Linked DNA regions of Mus musculus: region 2 is linked to region 1. Evidence: chromatin contacts called from public HiChIP or PLAC-seq data. All regions are on one chromosome and are shown on one strand. The core of a region is the stretch at or near the end of the contact, and the rest is flanking DNA. Distances in the headings are between cores, read along the strand shown. Region 1 has its middle 23 kb from the start of Hhipl2. Region 2 has its middle 7.1 kb from the start of Gm39724.

Region 1 (7,801 bases), core at 2,282-4,781:
CTACTCATCTATGTGCACGGAGAACCAGACGTGAAAAAGAAAACCAGCTCCCAACCCAAGAGGCTCACAGGGCACTGGCGCGCTCCCCATACTGCAGAGTCCACACAATTATATTTAAAACTGGAGAAAGAAGCAAGGTGAGGCCAGGATCCACCGCTGCTGCTGTGTGCTGCTACCACTCAGCGCCTGCATCTGTATTAAACAGTGCAGAAATTCCCTGCACTCCACGGGGATGCTTCACAGGGTTCCTAGTGCCACCCACAGGCCCCTGGGCCACGCTCAACCCCAGGAAGATGACAATGCACACCAGAGTGGACACCATGGGCTGGGCGAGGGTATATAGCACAGTGAACGAAAGATGTAAGTGCAGGCTGGGGGTGGGATGTGAAGCACTCTAGGTTCTTTGTTTGCCTTCCAACAAGAACGGCCAAGCTGTAGCTCCCTATCACAAGCTGTGAAACAACTCGTTCATCCCTTCCAGATCTTTATCTGTAACAGGAAGACTGGCCCTGTGTCACAGGGATGCCATGAGGATTGGGCTAACAAATGTGTTAGGGTAAGACATAACACATCATGGTAAAATTTACAATTATTATTATTACTATTACCTAGACTTTGGTCTTTTTTTATCATCTCACCAGGGAACATGCCACTCCATCATTTGCCTAGATTTCATCAATTTCTTCAGTGAATACCTTTTCTGTACACCTTGACCTCTGTGTGGCCCAAACCAAGCTCTTTGAAGGCCCAGCTGTCTGTTGCTGAAGCTCTCCTGTGTGCCCATGCCTCCTTAATTCCAGAGCACTCCGTTTCCTCTCTTGTAGCCTTTAATACTGTCTACTTCAAACCATTCTTCAAAGCTCCCTTTAGAAAGCACCGGTGGCTAAGCCCCATTCCTGTTCCCCACAGCATCGCCTGTTACATAGAGAGTGGAGTGGCTAAGTGTGGAATAGACAGGACCTTAGGACAGAAACCGAAAGAGGAAAACCTTCTCACTAAAGCCTGTTTGAAAAAGATAGACAGGAGGTGATCAGAGAGGTGTCATGTAAAATAGCACAGGTGTGTGTGTGTGTGTGTGTGTAGGTTAGAAGACAACATATAAATGTTGGTTCTCTCTCTCCGCCATGTGGATTCAGGGGATTAAACTCTCAAGCTGTCAGCCTCCGCAGCAAGCATCTTTATCTGCTAAGCCACCTTGCCAGCCTCTAGAATTATTTTTGTAAAACAAACAAGAATTCTTCCCTGTAAATACAACTGAGGGGAAAAGAAAGCCCCCAGTACCATCCACAGCTTTGAAAACCTTCTCTCCCACCTCTGATCCAGGGTGGGCAGGAGGTTAGACATCACCAACCCAGCACCCAACTGCAGCCAGCATCTTCCTGTGACCCTGCTCAGTCCTTCCTGCAGCTAAAAGCACTGAAGTCAAATCTCCCTCCCCCACCCTCTGCCTCTCTGACACCTCAGTCCAGAGGCTCAAGACCATGACTTTTCAGACCTAGATCTGTGCTTGGGCAACCGCAGGCAGTCCATTTAAGCTCTTCCACACTAAGAAGTTAATTTGGGGAGTACTCATTTCTCAGACTTTTACACATTTGTATGTGTAAGGATCAGCAGGGTAGAAAAGGCCTGTTTTCATGTCTTCCTGAAGGCAGACACCCCACTTTTGTTTCTGCACAGAGCATGTCCTCAGTGCCCTGAAGGTAACACGGTGTAAAATCAGTATTCCAGAGATGAGAGAAGAATCAGATGAATGGGAGCTACATCCCACGACAAGGGATGCAAACTCCCACGTGGGTCCTGCTTATAACTTTATCCCTACATGAAAGTGAGCCACCTGGGCACTTATTGCCCACAAGGCATAAAAAAAGAAACTCTGTTTGCTAGAACAGAGGTCTTGAGGGTCCACGCTAATGTGAGGTGACCTGGGGAATAGCATCCCACAGCCAGGTTGCCAGTATCTCCAGCTGGAAGCTGCACTGTTGGGTAGAGCTGAGATCCACAAGCATCATCAATTTATAGAGGCTTCCATTATGATCATTCATGAAGCAACGTGTGTCATCTGCAGAAGAAGATCTGTATGCTGTTGTGGAACTCAAATTTACTGATTCCTTTATTCGGGTCTATAAATTCTGGTTATCGATTGTCCTACTGACTTACTGCTTTCTCGGGCCTGTGACCAGTGGCTCTTCAGAAACTCCTGGGAACAGGGAGTGATATACACCCAAAGGTCACCCACATATTTAAGAAACAAAATTCTTTGCTTGGGAGCACTGTCTTCTAGGCACGACATGGTAATTACATGTCTGAGCTCACAGCCGTTGTGATGACCTACACCGGACAAGGCCATCAGCATCTTAGGAGGGAAGAGGGGCTCTAGAGACCCAACTCCTCTCTGAGGAGCTCTGAGCAGCTCATGGCTACTGGGGGAAGGGAAAACACTTTCTTCAGTGGTGTGACCAACACTAAGTTGCCTGTGTTCCAGTAAACAACCTTTCATCCTCTAAGCATCCTAGTGAAATGCACCGGGCCAACGGCAACAAAAAACAACATGAAAGTTGAAAGGGGGGAGTGGGTGTTAGGAAGAGGGAGGGGACCAGGTTGGATGGGGTGGGAACAAGAGAGAGTGAATATAGCAGATGCTTTAGATGTGTGTATGGAAATACAGTGAAACTATTATGTATAATTAATATATTATTATGTTACTATGTATAATTGATATATTCCTACCACCCTGCTGTGTCTTTAGCCCGCCATCTTTCTCCTCCCCTTTCTTTCTGTCAAATCTGTGCTATAATGATCGGGTATTTGACTCTCTCAAAATACCAGAACCTGCTCTGCCCCATTTTCCAGGAACATAGTTCTCAATATCGGGGAGACTCTTCTGCACCATTTCAACCTGCTATTCGGGGTCCTTTTTCTTGAGTCTTTTGCTCAGTCCCCAGGCAAGGAAGCAGAAACCATTATCCAGAAATAGCCTGATCACGTTAAATCTTTAAGTCTACTAAACGGTCGCAAGCTGGGGTCCCAGCATCAGCACTGACAGCGAAAACAGGGGCCTGGGTGACAAAGCCCTTCCCTCTGAACTGTCACCACAGAATACTGTCCCTGCTGGATCGCATTCTTAGGGCCGGTACGGCCAGCACCAGATGGCTCAGATTCACCTGTGAAGCCAGGCCTGCTGAGAGACTTCATCTACGTTTGTGTTTTGATCCTTTGGAATCTGCAACCAGAGCCCCTGGCAGCAAACGTCCTTCTCCGCCAGTTCAAGCAAGAAAATGTACCTGCCGTGGTCGTGCTTGCTTCACTAGGCTGCTGACTTATTTTAAGAACTAAATCTCTCCTGTTACTCTATTTTCCTCTCTCAGGAGGAGTGTGTGAGCTCCAAGACTGATTTGCAGCCAGGGCAGGCAATCTCTTATGTGGTGACCTAGCGCCACCTACTGACTACTCACTTAACTGCAGCCAAGAGGACAACGAGGTCCTCTTGTAAGGAAAGTTTTCTCCGAATTCTTCTCTACTTACTCACCAGACTTTGCCTGGCAGTCTTGTGCTGTGCCCTTTTTATCTTTAATGTAAACAAGCGACGACTGTGTCACCAACAAGGAAGCTGGGCGAGTTCTTCACTTGCCAGCCCTGCCCCACCCTTTCTCCTTAGCAGCTGTTGCTTACAAATGATGAACTCAAGGCAGAGAAGCCGATGTGGTCTCCAGGTGTCCCCAGCACAGACACGGAGAGAGGTGGCCCTCTTGTCTTTATTTAGCCTTCCTGACCATGGTCTCTGAACTTGGAGTACAAGAATATTCTCCCAGTACTCTGCTCTTCACGTGCAAGAAAGAGGTAGAAGGTGTTTTCCACGGTAGCCTCTCAACACTTACTCAAAATAGAAGTCTTATTTCTAATAGATGCAGATGTCTCTCTTATGCTCAGGCTCACACCAGGGGCAGCTTATAAAAGCAGATACCATACAAGCTTATACACATATGCAGGAAGTGCTGCTGATTGGCTGATTTGGGTCAAAGCTCATTTTGGCTAACTATACAGAGCAGTTCTAACTAACCTCTGTTGTGCTCAGTTTCCAAGAGCAAAGAATTTAAGAGAATATGCAATCAACTTGCACATAAGGAAGTTTCCTTATAATACTAGTAACAGCGCAAAATGGCAGGCTAGCCACGTAAGAGTTACTTAGGCTTAACGTTATACCTAGGCCTTAACATTCCATCTAGCCCTTCAGTTCTACCTAGTCCTTATCAGTTCAAATGCATCCTCTGGTCTCCACATGTATGGCACTGCTATCAAAGGAAATTTAAAAAATACATGATCATGAGAGAAAAAACAAAAGAGAATAGATAGGCTTCTGGACAGGCGGCCTCTACAGCCCTTGCTGATGCTCTGTCGCTGCATGAAGCCCGAGCTGGTTCAGCACTGCCAGCTCCAGACTTCCAGTGCCTTACAGATATGTAGAGACTGAGATTTCTTGACCTTGGCACCACTGGGTCAAAGCGGTCTGTGTTACTGTGAAGCTGTCTGCTCACCACAAGCATCTAACAGTACCCCTATCTTTTGCTGAGGAAATGCCAGTCGCAACCCCAACCCCCGACTCCATCCTGTTACAACTATCAAAGTGTCTGCAGGTATTGCCATTGTTTCCCTGGGCTGGGAGGTGCAAAACCACCCCTGATTGAAAACCCTGGGTCTGGAGCTCAGGTTCCCAAGCTTGAATGTAAAATGATCCCCATAGTCTCGTGTATTTAAACGTTTGGTCCCAGTAGGTGGCGCTGTTTGGGGATATATATATATCAGGAGGATTCTGCATGGGTGAATAACGCTGCCCCCAGAAGACGTAAGTTATAAATAATGATCTCAGAGCCAGGCAGGCAATCCCTCCCTGTGAGTTATGGTTAAGGGGGCCCCCAGAGGCACCCGGCACAACACAGGCTGCTGCCATTGCTCTTGGTTGCCCTCCAGAACTAGATGGTGAGACCCCATTACCGAAGGTACCTCTCCCTTATGATGCACAACATAGAGAAACAACCCGAGCTGGCCAGGGAACTCTGCTGGCTTAGCTTACCCAGGCCAGAGGTCCTGTGCCAGTCTCTGGAGGAGAAAAGTCACCAGCAGTCTTACACAGCTGTGATCCTCACTGCACTGACCTGGTGGCTGGAAGTGCTCGCTGGAATTTAGAGACATGACAGCTAAGCAGGTAACCAACCGTTCTCAGGTCGGATGTGAGGCCTGCTCCACAGAAGGAAATTCATCCTTGACATCCTTGGTGCTGTAAACCCGGTCAAAAGCCCAAGACTGAGGCGATCACAGGCCTGTCTAGGGGTTGTGGGCTACCTGCTGCTGCTGTTGTTGATGATGGTGGTGGTGGTGGTGATGATGATGATGATGTTTTGGTTTGGCTTGGTTTGGCTTGGTTTGGTTTGGTTTGGTTTTTGCTTTTGTGCTAAGTGGTCATACTATCACACTACCTTCTAAATATGTATGTCTGTGCCCATAGATTCCTGCTTCCCTCACCTTTAGTCAGAGGAGCTTCCTTTGGCCGTGGGTCGTGGTTCATGTAAAGATTCATAACAGGTCAAAGTGCCAAGTATAAATAACTGGGCACTCGGCTACAGATGGATCATCCACACCAACCTCCCACAATCCAGTGCTCAGGGAACTTCACAGAAGGGGCAGATGGAATGTCAAAAGCTGGAGACTGGGGGTAGGGGGAGAGAAGGGGAGAGAATTGCGAAACACTCACTTTTTAGGCATGAAATGGCTGTTGCATGCATGGAATCACATTAGCTGTGGTTACCAGCACAAAATCGAGCCAGTCAAAATTACAGCATGGGCCCCACCACCACACAGGAGAAGCTATGAGGTAGCTGCCGAGGGACCAGGCCACTGAACGGTTGCTCATGCCCTAGTGGGTGGTCCACGTTCATGTGCGTATGGGCAGCACCTGTTGTGTTCAAGGGGTGATCGATAACAAAAAAAAGTAAAAGACGCGAAGGGGAAAGGAGAGGGATCGAGGCCCTAGAGAGAGCTAGAGGAGGCGGTAGGTGACTGGATATAATTTGGAACTCTCCAAGAATAAAAACATCACTTAAACAAGCAGAAAAGATGCAATGGGGAAAGGATTCCTAAGATGTTAGTGCCTGGGGATGCTTCCAAAGAAATGCACATGGATGCCAGGTATTTTAGAAGTGGCGCAGCAAGGGGCAGGGGAAATCCTGGAATATAACAAAAGCAAGAGGAAGGTGGATGGGGTTGGGGGCTTACTACTGAACCAGGTTTTTACTTGGTTCGCCAGAAATGGAGCTTTGAAGTTCCACCGTCTCTTTCTAAGGCAAAGCGCTCCTGGAAGCAAACTTGGCCTCTGGCAACCCGGAGGCGCCAGGCCTGCAGTTACGCGGGTCGGCCGGTGAGAGGCGCTGTGGTGCCACTCTAACCATGGCTGAGGACGAGGACCCGCTGAGCCTCCCACACTTGGCCTTGGGACTGTGGCCCGCTGGACCCGGACACCGCCCTGCGCTGTGGCCGACACGTGGCAGCCCCAGCTCGCCAGCCCAGTATGGCTCCAAAGTCCTGTCCTGCCAAGGGCAAGGGTGGAGGAGGGACTCCCAAAACGAAAGTTCCCGACTGCTTTCCTGGTTAGAGCCGTTCTCTGTTTTTTGTTTTGTTTTGTTTTTTTCTTGGATGCTAGAACACCCTCTGAGCTGGGACACTTGGGGTAGAGCGCCAAGAATCTTTTCTGAACTCATGAATTTTCCGGGCTAGGGATTTTTCACCCAGATCTCAGGGCCAGGGCTTGATAAAGGATACACAGACTGAAGGCCGTTTGAAGTATGACCTTACCGAATTAAGATGAGAACAACCATACCTCCACTTAGAAAACTCAGAACTAAAGAAGAGAAAGAATGTAAACTCTGTCATTAGGAAGACTTAACTGCTTACAGTGTTGGAACATGCTGGATGAAATAAAATGTATAATTATAATTAATTTCCCCTCTTTGCTAGTGTGGTTTTAGCTTATCAGAGTATAATGCTATCCAAGGTGTCTCAGGAGCTCTGTGTACCCATTTACCAAAAGGGAAAGAGGATAAAGAAAGTTCCCAAGAAAGCTTTAATGCGTTTCAGGAGCCACCACAATCGCGCACAAGGCTGTAACCGAGACCCCCGGGCCCACGCTGTGTGTCAACCGACCTTGCTCTAAGCGTCCAGCCTCCTCTAACACCCATGCTTTAATCTGTGTTAAAAGCGTCTTCATAATAAACCCCAGCTCTGCTCCTTAGTGTCCTCTCCTAAAGTGGTTCTCTGCACCACAGCCAAGCACTCTGGCTTCATCCGAGATGTCTCCAGCCAGAACTCGGACCACCTTATCATTCTCCGGTCGCTGCTACCCCGGCCCCCAGCCCCGTCCCCACCAGCTGGTCCTTGTTTTTTGTTTTCTTTCCCTCCTGAGCCTTTCAACTCCATAAATTTTGAGGAAACGGAACACACGTTGGCCTCACTGTGCCCTTCCGTGAAAGCTCGCTGGGTGACTATCCATGATTAGTTCGGCAAGAACTCTGGGCCAGGGAAACTCTCCGCCCCTCCCCACGCCCGCCCAGCTTCCCAGAATTTCAGAGAATCCTTTCACCTCTGTTCCCTAGACCCACCCACCATCGTCCCATTCGAACAGAGTTCAGAATAGAGCTGAAAAAATAACTCTCCACGTTCTGCTCTTGTAAATGCCCCCAGAATCCCCCTTCAGTTCTCAGCACCCGGAATCCTGAGTCCCGTGGTTCCGACACCCTCTTCTGGCCTCCGTAGA
Region 2 (7,801 bases), core at 2,577-5,076, 180 kb before region 1:
TAGATAGATCAGGGGAACAGAAGTAAACCTGAGAATATGCTATTACATTAGGGTCAATTGATTTTCAAGAAAGGGCCAAGACAAGACAATGAGGACGCATGCTTTTTCAATTGACTCAGTAATAAAAGTGGATCAGTCAAAACAATGAAGTCAAACCTCTTATAGCACAAACACACACACACACACACACACACACACACACACACACACACACAAGTTTAGGACCATAGACCTAAATTTTTAAGAGCCCAAACTTCAATATTTATGCAATTGAATATTTCTTACTGGTTTTTTTTGAGACAAGGTCTCACTATATATCCCAGTCTTCCTTCAAATTGTTCACCCTCCTATCTGTACCAGAAGACAGAATTACCACAAAGCCTGACTACACAGTGGATTATTTAACAATAAAGAATAATAAAATAATAAACAGGAAACACAGAGGTGAGTCTTTAAAGCAGTGTGCTAAACAAAAGCAACCAGATATACAAGGTCATGTATAATAGTATTTTATTAGTTCAGATCTTTCCTGACCCAAAAGATCTCTGGGAATTATGTCAGACACCAGAGGTGTGTCTTGTCAATCTCCTGGGCATTTCTCAATCCAGTCGAGTTGACAGCCACAATTAAACATCACAAGACATGTAAGGAGAGGTGTGCTGGACCATCTGGATAGGACTAGTCGACAACTGAATACCACAAAGTGACTCAAGTCAGTGTTGTGTAGGCCAGAAGTGTTAACTAGCCAGGCTCTGCTTGGCTTCCTGCATTACAAAGCCATAAGCTATGATAAAGAGACTGCAATGTATTATTAAATTGGTGGCTAACTGGTTTTGTTTGCTTTCTTGATTGAAAGCACTAAGAATAAACCCAGTAACCTGCACACAACTAAGCAAATCTTCTACCACACTCTATACCTCACGTTTGCTTTTACTTTTTATTCTGACACAGAGTCTCATCAAGTTTCCCAGGCTGGCTTTTAACTCACTCTGTAACCCAGGCAAGCTTCAACATGGGATCCTCCTGCCTCAGCCTCAGGAGCAGCTAAAATTCAAAGTCCTCACTCCCAGCCAGAGCTGTGGGCTAGCTTGCCGAGCTGTGGCCTAGCTTGCCGTGCTGTAAGTAATCAGGATGGGGTTAATGTGAGCTCACTGTCTGAGGTTCTACAGTGGGTGGAATAGAGTTCTCCCCAGATGTGTATCCAGCCAGAACCTCAGAGTGGCAATGTATTTGAAGGTAAAGGGTTTACAGATATGTGGAAGACAATGATCAAAACAACAGTACATTAGCCTGAAGGCAGGTGCTGAAAGCACTGATAGTTCTCAATAGAAGAGAGAAAGTAGAAACAGATCCAGCAGCAAGGTGAAGGTGGAGATGGACTGGAGTGACACAGCTGTGAGCCTATGACCACTGAGGATTGCCAGGAGCACCAGAGATAGGAAGCTACTAGAAAAGTAATTTCCATTGAGCTTTGGTAGGGGACACAGACATTCATTCTGACAGCCTCACTTTAGCCTCTAGCTTTAGAACTAAAGAGAGTACATTTCTGTCATGCTAAGCCTCTGTGTCTGTGGTGATTCACACTGGTCTGGGGAGGTTTTGTTCTGGTCCATCAGCCTCTGTGTCTGCTGCTGAGAAGTGTGACTGGAATAAGCCCCAAAAGGTAGGCTAATTGCTCCACCCTGGGGGGGGGGGTGAGAGAAACACAGGTCTTTTACCTTCTGGAAAGACCCGAATTCTGTCTGCTCTTTAGAGAATTTGGGCTTTGTTCTCTGATTTTAAAAAAAAAAAAAAAATGGTTGATTTGAAGTTCTTCTGGCCTTTTCCTGTCAGGATGAGACCCACACTTCATAGTGATTTTCTAGGTCCCAGTCACAAGCTTGAGTGGAACTTTTCCACTCTATCCTGTCTACACTGGTACAAAGGTACCATATAACAGGCTCATAACTGCTTGCTTGTTCCTCCCATTCTTTTGTAAAACTATACAAAAAAATAGCATGAGTCAGAACTGTGAGCTTAGATCTCTCTCTCTCTCTCTCTCTCTCTCTCTCTGTCTCTCTGTCTCTCTGTCTCCCGCTCCCCCCCACAATTCCAGTGCTCTTTAAGTTAGATGGGCAGTTGACAAGACATCCAATCAATTGTGAATTTGACATGTTTTGTGCACTTCAGCCCAGAATTCCCAAGTCTACATTTCTTGAGGGTATAATAGAAGATCTTCCCACATCACACACCAAAATTTCTATTTGCTTCAGGACTCCTTTGATCTACACACACACACACACACACACACACACACACACATCAGTTCTGAATGTAGATGCATCTGGCTTAGGCACAATGACACAGACAGCTGTAGGTATAGGGACAGGTTTGCACATATAACAAATGAGTTTGCCTCAACTTGCTCTTGGAGAGTTCATGTCAGCTCCAGATGGTGATTACTTTCAGATTTTTGTATGAGTAGCGAGAAATCCGCACAAATCATGGCTCCCTGGTTTGTGAAATCTATTTTCACCACTTCTGGCTGGCACTGTATTTGCTATGGCTGTTCTCTGGCTTCTCTCTTGTAAAATGTGAGCTACCTATTCAATAAATCATTCCTCACCCAAGGAAAGAAATTACACAATGAAAGCTAGGAAGCAAAACAGTATTTCTCCTTCTCCTTCTCCTCCTCCTCCACCACCATCTTCGCCTCTTCTTTTTCCTTCTCTTTCTCCTTCTTCTTTTCTCTCCCCTTTCTCTTTGTCACTCTCTTTGTGTGTGCGTGAGTGAGTATGTGTGTGTGTGAGCGTGCACACACACAGGTGAGTATACATGTGTACACCTGTATAGAGAAGCCATAGGACAATGTTGCATGTCTTCCTCAGTCCCTCAGTCCCTCAGTCCCTCACCAACTTATTTGGGAAAAGGGTCTCCCACCAAACCTGAGACCCACAAGTTCAGCTAGTCTGACTGGCCAGAAAGCTCCCAGGATCCTCTTGTCTCTGGATCCCCAATGCTGGGATTAAAAGTGTGCAGCCCACACTTGGATTTTTCACATGGAAGCTGGGGTCCACACTCGGGTTTTGTGATGGCATGGAGGCACCTTCACAAGTGACCTATCTCCCTGGTCCCCAGAGCACTATTTCTTACTCCAGATGATCCATAACTCTTTAATAAATGCTATGATTTCAAAAGGATTCTTCTAGCACACAAGCCATAGATCCCATAGTGTCAGACAGCATTTCTGTTGAGTCTGTTATACAATAAAAATCCAGCTGGACCTGAGTAATCACATTTATTTAAATTAAAGCTATAATAATCTACCATCTACTGAATCCCACACACTATCAAATAATATCACGGCATAATTCTAGGGTGTTTCCAGGTAAAGCTATTATAGTCAGATATATGACATTCGAGGCTATGTAAAATGCTTGACATCCTGACCAAGTAATTTCTATCTTTACCTCTGCTGTGAGCCCAATCACATATAAAAATACCTCTATCAATAAGCTAAATTCTCTCAAGCTACGAATAAACATCGATGCTAATTCCTGTCACAATAATGTTTCTTCCTATATCAGATCTCTTCCTGCTGCAGTGACTTCTGGAGTGTCATTAAGATTAAACTAAATGAGGCTGATTTCTGAGTGTTACAACTGTCTGTGTTAGAAATGGAAGGTGTTGTGAATGGCTCATCTTACAGAGAAAGGAGGATGTAACATGTCCTTCATGAGGCCTTTGAGAATCTTTTTCCAATTTCCCTCTGCAATGTTCTGCCAACAAACGTGACATGCACACCACTCAGCAGGTGGTGTCCTCCTGTGGTCCTCTCTCATGCCCATCTGCTTGTCACTAAACATAGGGAGACATTCTTTTGTCTCTACATCAGACACTAACCAAGGATCCAGGCCCTGGGGGAAAATTTATATTTTTATGTATTTTTTAGGTATGAAGAAGAATTATAGCCTGATGTTCTATGCTAGCCAAATATTTGCATTGCTGGTATTAATTTTTTTCTACCAACTCCACTACAAACTAATCCTCAAAATGAATAAACCAGTGATGTGTGATCTATTTTTTCCATAATGACTTAAATTTTAAAAACAAGTGGCTGACGGACTAACAAGACATTATCTCTATAGGCAATGGTGATTATGATATCTTCTATATGAAATTATGAATCCATCTCCCAGGAAGAGTAAGCCAAACCTCATGGGCCCATAGATAAACAGGCCAGCATTGAGTATGAATCTGAGTAGCCAGATTAATATGTGTTTAAAGCGCCACTGCACTCACCTACCTGCAGAGGTTCAAAGAGATAAACAACCCAGAGTCTCCATTAAATTCCATATCTACAGAGGAGCCAAGTGCCCCTGTCTTGGATGGCTGTTGCCATGACCACTCCCCAGAGATGCTGCTCTCAACCAGCCAGTCTGGCCCACATCAGCACCAGTGCTTGGCCTAATGACACAGCTATGAAATGAGTTTGCTGGTCACCGTTTCTTCAGAAGGAAATCAACAAGCCAAACCAATACTCCATATCTGCATTTTTTTCCCAAAAGCAGAGCTCACTTGTCATCGTTTTCTATAGTCTGTCATGTCAGACTCTACTAGGCAGTCAGGAACAGTGGTCATGACCTGAATAGTAATAGGAAGGAAGCCAATGTTGGATTTTGAAAATGTCTCCAGGCACCTGACATTGTTGACTATAGGAATGGCTCTGGCCAGGCCCAATGGTTACCCCTGTAACCTTAGCACTTGAGAGGCAGAAAGAGTTCATGTTCATCACGGGTTACAAAGCAATATTTTGTCTCAAAACAAAACAAAGCAAAACAGAAGTTCCTATATTTTATAGTTTAAAACCATCAAGTCAGCAAAAATGGAAATTAGCCATGTTTGGCAAGCTCTCAAACAACTTCCATTCTGACTTTTAAAAACCTCCTGAATTCCTTACATCCTGGTTCACCGTGTGATGGCACACTCCCTTCCGTGTGAACTCCTGCTTTATGTCAACAGCAGGCTGTGGTCAATATGTTAGAGAAAGCTAGAGGGGTCCCTCCCCAGGCACTGAACAAAACTATGAGTCAAAGGAACCCCTTTTCTGTACACACCATCCAGCCTCAGGCATTCTGTTATCACAACAGAAAATAGACTAATAAAGGTTTCTTCCATGCCAGTGTCCAGCCCCTAATGTGTAAACCCGAGAGTCTCTATGAACAGCCTAAGACTCTAATCTCGTTTCCTTCTCAATCCCAAATCCTCACAGAAACAGAAACTTTCTCTTGCAAGGATAAGTTTACCTGCATCTTCTCTGTACCTTTCTTCCACTCTAAGAAGTAGGATCTTCACCATGGATTTTGAATAGGCTCCCCCCCCCAGAAACCTGGACTTCAGTTGTTCAGACCTAGATGGCTCTGTGAATAACACGCCAAGATACGTGTTCAGCTGTGTTCTTCCTTGGCTTCCTCTTTCTTTACCCTAAAGAGATATGTTTCCTACAGTAAGCAATGGTTATGTTAGTGTCCAGAACTCTTGTCCTACTCAGAAGCTAAAGAGTTAACTTTGTGCTGTTTCCTGGGTGCTGACAAAAGACATGAGATTCAGACCATAGAAACAGTTATTAATCATGGCTCAGGAACAGAATGAGCTCATGTTTGTGTTGGGTTGCCTTTGTCTTCCCCACCTCAAATCCCTACGGGAGCAACTTAAAGCCGCCTGCCTTCTCTATAGAGAGCCCACACTGAGTTCCAAAGGAAGTCGTAACTTCATTTTTTTATGGTTGTTCATTGGAAACATGACTTTGAGCAATGACCCAGGAAAAGAATGGCCAAGCTTTGCATTCTGGAAAATTCCAGACAGAATGTATAAGCATACGCAGGGCCCAGGGAGGACAACCTCATCCAACAATGACTACCAAATACTGGCAGAAGGACTTGGCTATCTCTGAAATACAAGCTCGTGTTGGAGTTCGGATACTGGCAAAACACTGGGGTTACTGGGGGCTTTATCAACAGAAAATCACAGCACAGCTAGTAAAGGGGGCTAGCCACACTGAGGAGGACGCACGTAGAAAATGCATTCAAAGTGAATTTAATATAATTTTTCTGTTTCTTTTTTAGCAGTCCTTAACAGTTTTGAGTGCTAGTTTTGTAGTTCTTTTAAGTGACTTCTCAGATTCTTCCCAGCTTGTCTCCATCATCAAGTCCCCGGGCTGCTGCCCAGGTTTCTCGTTACACTTAAGGCCAGAGTATCTTTAGCCTCATCTCACCCTAGAAGATAAAACACTTGCCCCTAGGCACCCACAGCTTGCTCAGAGGGACATCTCCCACGTGTCTGTTCTCAGCTCCAGGCTCCTGTCCAGAATCTCTTAGGAAGAAAAGATGATGATTTCGATGCTGGATGATGGCTCAGTGGGTAAGCACTTCTGCATAACCATAAGGACATGGCTTCTATTACCAGGCCAAGTAATAAAAATGTGCAGTCCCAGTGCTCAGATGGCAAGATGGAAAGTGGAGGCAGAGATCCCTGAAAACTCACAGGCCAGACAGCCCAATGTCCACCACAGCAAATAGCAAAGACCCTGGCATAAACAAGGTGAAAGGTGATGCCTGAGGTTGCCCTCTGACTTCCACATGCATGAGCACGCGCACACGCACACACATGCACACATGCACACTTACACACACACATATACATGCACACACATATGCACACTTACACACACACACATATATACATGCACACACACATGCACACACACATATGCACACATGCACACTTACACACACACATATACATGCACACACTTACACATTGTATTAGTCAGGGTTCTCTAGAGTCACAGAATTTACAGATAGTCTCTAGATAGTAAAGGAATTTATTGATGACTTACAGTAGGCAGCCCAATTCCCAACAATTGTTCAGTCGCAGCTGTGAATGGAAGTCCAAGGATCTAGCAGTTACTCAGTCTCACGCAGCAAGCAGGCGAAGGAGCAAGAGCAAGAGCTAGACTCCCTTCTTTCAATGTCCTTATATTGTCTCCAGCAGAAGGTGTAGTCCAGATTAAAGGTGTGTTCCACCACACCCTTAATCCCAGATGAAAGGCGTAGCCCAGATTAAAGGTATGTTCCTTGAACTCGGAGATTCAATCTTCTGGAATCCATAGCCACTATGGCTCAAGATCTCCATACCAAGATCCAGATAAGGATCTCCAAGCCTCCAGATAAGGGTCACTGGTGAGCCTTCCAATTCTGGATTGTAGTTCATTCCAAATATTGTCAAGTTGGCAACCAGGAATAGCCACTACACACATACTCACCTGAACACACATACACAGACACACACAGACACACATGCATACACACTTACATATACACACAGACACACATATGCACACATACACATGCATACACACATACTCATATGCACACACATGCACAAAACACACACAGAGACACACATACAGACACACACAGACACACAGATGCACATATGTATACACACACACACACATACACAGAGAATTTTACAGAATATTCTTTCATCAGTTATACAGAGGATTATTAGCAAGACTGACTGTCATTCTTTCTTTTCATCAACTATAATAACTTTTTGTCAGCTATAGTAAACCATTCACTTGAGTGATATCTCGGAATCAGTCAGATTGCCCTGAGTAATTAATGTATGTAATTAATTAATGTAATTACTTCCCCCTCACAGCCCTTCAGTGTATTGTTATAAGTGTGTTGTTAGAACCCTCTTACAGATGGAGAAACAGTTCAGAGGAGTTTATCCAAACATCACTGAGTGGTATAAA

The links. HiChIP or PLAC-seq counts read pairs in DNA pulled down with a chosen protein or histone mark.
Region 2: a contact with region 1 is called in an H3K27ac HiChIP or PLAC-seq map of VIP interneurons, with 2.3 times the contacts expected there. The contact joins two enhancer-like sites. A contact is called at or near these places in 2 of 15 datasets of contacts at CTCF or cohesin (the NIH/3T3 cell line and large pre-B cells) and 2 of 115 datasets of contacts at active chromatin or transcription factors (VIP interneurons and pancreatic cancer cells).

What each region holds. Positions count from the first base shown.
Region 1 is chr1:183,437,926-183,445,726 of GRCm38.p6, reverse strand. No RefSeq gene overlaps it. Among named protein-coding and RNA genes, the nearest start is that of Hhipl2, 23 kb to the right of the region's middle. Within about 2 kb of position 3,531, at least 48 of the 459 cell types and tissues checked have an H3K27ac peak or open chromatin away from gene starts, as enhancers often do. A contact at or near this core is called in VIP interneurons, where this site is marked.
Region 2 is chr1:183,620,461-183,628,261 of GRCm38.p6, reverse strand. No RefSeq gene overlaps it. Among named protein-coding and RNA genes, the nearest start is that of Gm39724, 7.1 kb to the left of the region's middle. Within about 2 kb of position 3,826, at least 3 of the 459 cell types and tissues checked have an H3K27ac peak or open chromatin away from gene starts, as enhancers often do. A contact at or near this core is called in VIP interneurons, where this site is marked.